2 separate regions of the Zea mays genome follow, and region 1 is linked to region 2. Evidence: chromatin contacts called from public Hi-C data. All regions are on one chromosome and are shown on one strand. The core of a region is the stretch at or near the end of the contact, and the rest is flanking DNA. Distances in the headings are between cores, read along the strand shown.

Evidence for each region. Hi-C and Micro-C count contacts between places; a contact is called where the count stands out from the background.
Region 1: a Hi-C map of leaf shows a contact between it and region 2, with 4 times the contacts expected there. The contact joins the promoter of LOC100283719 here to the promoter of LOC103650099 in region 2. A contact is called at or near these places in 7 of 25 Hi-C or Micro-C datasets (bundle sheath, ear, endosperm and 2 more).

What each region holds. Positions count from the first base shown.
Region 1 is chr3:54,603,348-54,606,047 of Zm-B73-REFERENCE-NAM-5.0, reverse strand. LOC100283719 reads left to right here and starts at 1,420. Exons shown (of 8, transcript NM_001371961.1): 1 at 1,420-1,547; 2 at 1,612-1,855; 3 at 2,023-2,094; 4 at 2,433-2,500. The coding sequence starts at 1,739.
Region 2 is chr3:54,461,287-54,463,986 of Zm-B73-REFERENCE-NAM-5.0, reverse strand. LOC103650099 (protein FAM91A1) reads right to left here and starts at 1,385. Exons shown (of 12, transcript XR_004857137.1): 1 at 892-1,385.

The DNA.
Region 1 (2,700 bases), core at 171-2,670, 140 kb before region 2:
TGAACCAAGTTAGTGAATGATTCAAAGCATGAAATATAGGAACATAACATACTAGTGGTATCAGAAATGATTTCAACACATCCTACATATGCTAGTTGCCAATCTCAACGGTAAAAAACTTTTATATATTGAAGTGAGGGTTGAGAGAAGAATGAGGAGGTGGTATAGACATCTGAAGTGAGGGTTGTGTGAATGAGCTCAAGCACTTCTCCATTCTGAAATTGCTACGGACCATGATAGCAATACGATGAGCGATACGGACTGGTCAATATGGATCGATCGTGACTCCAAAGCGGTCAGTGGGTACTGATCCTGCCGGCTGGTCGACGACCTCATAGACTGCGCCTGTGCCGCTCAACGCTAGCACACCATTGGCGGGTGTGATGCCCGACCGATAGGTTTGACACGTGTACGGAACATTGACACCAGTCTTATGTATGGGGATGCTGGAATGGTTGTCTTAACATACCATAGATGAATGAGGAAGGCTCACGTCACCACTTAAAATTTGGCACGTAGAAAAAAGAAAGTGCTCGCCATTTGATTACTCCCCTTTGGCATGCATGCCGTCGAATTAGGAAAATAGGTGGGCCATTAATCATAGGTCATCTTTGACGGTGTTAGCTAGACGAGCGTCGCTACACGTATGACTCTAGTGTTAAACTTAGGTACAAATAAGGCAACGTGTTTGACTCATGCTTCTTTAGTTCAGAACGAGAAGTAACAACAATTGTAGGTTAAGGTTGGTCTAATCCAGTTATACGGGTGGTGGATCGTACGTGAACCACTTTCGGTCATTCAACATTTGTGTTTCCGGTTGTAGAAGATGTTTTAATAGTTTGAGATCTCCTTGAACATTTCATCAAACTACTGGATTTATTTATTTATTTTTTGTGTCTTCAGTTACGGTAACCTTTTCGCTCTCCACCCACCCACACACCCACCCACTACCATACGCCGCCACTGACGCATCATAACGATCGAGTGTCTCTTCCATAACCTTTTCCGGTGGCCATCCTTAACAACCTCACCTCACTTGTGGCTGCATCTCACATGGTTGTCAAAATCTCGATTTTATAGTTGGATTTTGCGTCCTTACTATTCAGAATTAGCGGGTTTGATTCTTCGCTTCTGTTTTTTTTTTCTTCCACTGTCTTCTATAATTCGGACCGTATTCGACTTGGAATCCACGATTTTTCGATAACCTTTAGATCTGGATGCCTAATTTCTTATTAAGAAAATACCACACGCTGCAAAGAGAAAAAAAGGCTTTATAAAGTCGGAGTAGCCCACTACCGTTCGCATCAAGGAACGAAGTCTGACTGACTGACACAGGGGAAAGTAGCACTTGAGTACTGCTGCCTATATACACACACACGCGTATGGGGAAAAAAATCGACGCAGAAGCGGGCGCAGAGGCAGACGCATGCATGATGCATCGAGCCCCCCCAGCTCGCAGTCGCACCGGAGGAATGCTAACTGGAGAGCCACGCCTGCCGCGGAGGACCGGGACTAACTACGAGCTGCCGCGGCCGTTCCTGGTGCAGGTGGGACCCACCTCGCTTCCTTTCCTCCTTCCAGATTATTTAAAGCCATTTCCGTTGCGTCCAGGTCCAGGGTAGAGAGAGAGAGAGGGGATGGTGTGAGGGAGGGAAGGGAGCAAAGGCAAAGCAGCCAACGACCAGAGAGACACGGAGGCTCAGAGAGAGAGAGCGAGGAAGAAGAAGAGAAGAAGAAGATGGAGCAAGAGGAAGCGTGCTCCTCCTCGCTGCGGCAGTGCAGGATTTGCCACGACGAGGAGGACGAGCGGCGCTCCGCCATGGAGTCGCCCTGCGCCTGCTCCGGCTCCCTCAAGGTATGTGTCCTCCTCTATCCTCTATGCGGGCGGCTACAGCAGCATGCGGCGCATGACCTGATGATGCTCTGCGCGCGCTCCGCCTGCTGCGTGTCTCGTGAACTCGCTGCACCGGCCAAGCCATCTGAACGACGACGTGTCTGTTGTTCCTCCCCTCGCGCCTGCAGTACGCTCACAGGGGATGCGTGCAGAGGTGGTGCGACGAGAAGGGAAGCGCCGTCTGCGAGATTTGCCTCCAGGTTTGTTTTCGTCGCGCCCGAGTCGATCGCGCCCAGCAGCAATTTTCAGATTCCTTCGCCTGTTATTCACCCGCCGTCGTCGCTCACTGTTTTATCCACGCAACTTCTCCGCTTGTGTTGGACGGGGGAAATTTTGATCCGGGTGATGAAGGTTAAGCAATTTGCCCCCCCCCCCCCCCCCCCCCCCCCCCGTGCAAGTCTCCCCTGCTGATCACAGCGTGCAAAGTGCTTTTGTTTATTTATTTATTTATTGCAGCAAAGTATTGTACCTTTCTCAGAGTCCAAGTATTGTGAAGCTTCGCCTTTTGTCTAACAGCCGTGCTTTTTTTTACTGACAGAACTTTGAGCCAGGCTACACCGTTCCTCCCAAGAAAACCCAACCTGCTGATGTCGCGGTGACCATCAGGTGCCTCCTTCTCTATCTCTCTCTGGTAACTGTGCGCATTAAGGCTATCTATCAGGGCGAATGCTGTGCTTAATTGTAGGTGGTCACTGGTCAGCTGTAGTTGTTCCATAATATAGTAACTGTCATCAGAACATCCACTTCGCCCATTTCATTCATTCATCCATTCCTTCGTTCATTTTTGTTTGGCATCAACCTCATCT
Region 2 (2,700 bases), core at 136-2,635:
CCGGGTGAGGGGATTTCACCAACTGTTTTGATCCCTATGTGAGTGCCAATACCTGGTAAAGCAACGTGACCGTGGCCGGCAGTGAGAGTGCACCACAAGCATACCCGTGTGGCCAACAATGCTGCTGCTGCATGGAGAATGAGTGGAAGATGTAGGTAGAAATGACAATTCACTTAGACAATAGAGAGGAAGATTTCCAGTTAACTGCAAAAGGTAGCGGAGTGGTATTTTCGAGAATGGATTGATTTTCAGTGGTATTTTATGAAACAGTGAATCTTTAATTGTATTTCCCCGAGGTGGAAATCGTTTGGCGCTATAGAACTACTTTCCTGTTAAGAAATGTTGTGCCACCTATGTTTCAAGCAGTAAAACATCACTAGTAGCCAGCACCCAGCAGGCTAGCAAGCAATGTATGTAACAAAACAGTAAGAACTAAGGTTGCACAATTAACCAAACTTTGCTTTCAAGTCACTTGTTAGGAAACATTAAGTCACTTCAAGTCGCAGAATTATCCAATCAAGGCGCTCATAGTTCAATTCGGCTACTCCAACAGTGTCCTTGTTAGGAAAGAGTAACACCAAGAGACCTAGTAATCAAACGAGCCAATGAATCACCGTATGACCTGCTAGACGACGACTACAACTGTCCCGGCCAAAATTGAGGACCTCAAAACAGCTACTCCCTCGGTTCCGGATTATTAGACGTTTTGACTTTTTTAGATAGGGAGTAGTTGAGAACGAGATCCAAATAAGTGCCACAAGAGCAGCCATTTCACACAGCGTTGGCGTCTACTAGTACTAGGACTATCAGAGCTCAAAACTAAGCGTAGCTGATTACATCAGAAATGCAGCAGAGCAAATCCATAGAGGGCAAGAGCAAAGAAGTGAGTACCTGCGGTGCCACTCGTCCTTGGTCTGGAGCGTGGACTGGAGGCGCTTGGGGAGCGACTCCCAGGGGCACTCCTCCCGGATCGCCTTCACCACCATCTGCTCCTCCACCGTCGCCGACATCCTCCACCTCCACCCTCCGCCGCGAAACTGGTGGCTGGATGGGGCGGATCTGGCTGCTGCGCTGGGCGAGATCAGATCGCGATATCACGGAGAACGGGCGAGTGAAGTCCGGGAGCGTGAGCCGTGAGGACGCTGCTATTCCGTGACGCGGGTTCGAGCACGGCGACACCGTCCGTGGCACCGTGGCGTGCCCCAGGCGGTGGCGCGCTGCGGACTGCGGTGGCTTGCAGAGTATGTACAGTAGCGCGGCGGGGAGGGAAGCAAATTGGCGGTCTCTAGTCCGCGCAGCCCGCAGCAGGACGAGACAAACCTTCGAAACTCGTACGGTCGTACCGGCACCGTGGTCAGTCCGGTTTCCGCGATGCCGGTTCGGGTAACGTCCGCGGGTGGTGTGTTCAAATAAATAGTTTACATTATTGATCGCAATATTTACATAGTGGATTTTAAATATAGGTAAGAAAATAGATACATTGATCTGGTCTTAGAAGTGTTTGGTTGACTAAAGTTTAGTCCATATTACATTTACAGTTTAAATGCTAATTATAAATGTTAAATATAGTCTAATTATAAACTAATTATATAGATGAAGAGGTGAGAACTAAACGACGGGACAAATTTATTAACGCTAGTTAATCTATGATTAGCAAATGTTTAATATAACATCACATGAGTGAATCATCGACTAATTAGATTTAATAAACTCGTCTTCTCATTTTATGTTTATCTATGTAATTAGTTTTATAATTAAATTATATTTAATACTTCTAACTAGTATTCAAACTTTTAATGTGACAGGACTAAAAATTAGTCTATACTGCCTCCGTTTCGTTTTAGTTGTCGCTGGATAGTACAAAATTGAACTATCTAGCAACAACTAAAAAGAAACGGAGAAAGTATGATCTAAATGGGTCCATAACTATTTACAGTCCTCTTCTCCACTGTTGGGGACTTTAAGGTCTTCAAAACATTAACCTTATAATTGTTTTATCTTGTTTTATATGATTGCATGACTAATGTCGAAGATAGGTTTGGCCAAAATTGTTGGTGTGCATGCACCCGAAGAAGGAAGCTTCAGGCAACCAACCAACGTGTGTGCATGCTTGATAAAGTTGAATAAAGCCACAAGAAGCTTTCGAAGTTTAGCTAATAGGATAGAGGAAGGAAAGGACAACTTTATATAATATCCCAAAAAAATGTTGCTAAAGGTTGATCTTCAGTGTGTGGATGTGGGAAAAGGGTTGTGGGCCGTTGGATGCTAAGTCGGAGTCATCTATGGTGTCTCTTCTTTTCTCCCGCAAAGAAAGCCCTAGTGGTGGCCTTTTCCCCTTTTGCCCCTACTTGGCTGCCACCCCTTCCTCCCCCCTCCCACACTTGGCCGCCCCTCCCTCCTTTCCCCTTGGGCTGGTCGTCCTCTCCTCCCATGGCAGCCTCTCTCCATGGCTTCCTCCTCTCTCTAGATCTCCCCCCGCGCAGCAAGGATCGAGAAGAGGAGGAGCACGTTGAATTGAAGGGGAAGAGAGGATCAAGGAGATGCTCTTCCCCATCTCTTATTGCAGAATTTCTTGGGGAAACCCTAGGTATGGATGAGATCATTGTTCCTCTCTGTAATTATGTGCTTTTGGAGGTTGTGGATCATGGGAATTAAAGGATTAGAGGTTGGATTAGATGTGGGGTTAGGTTTTGATCTCGA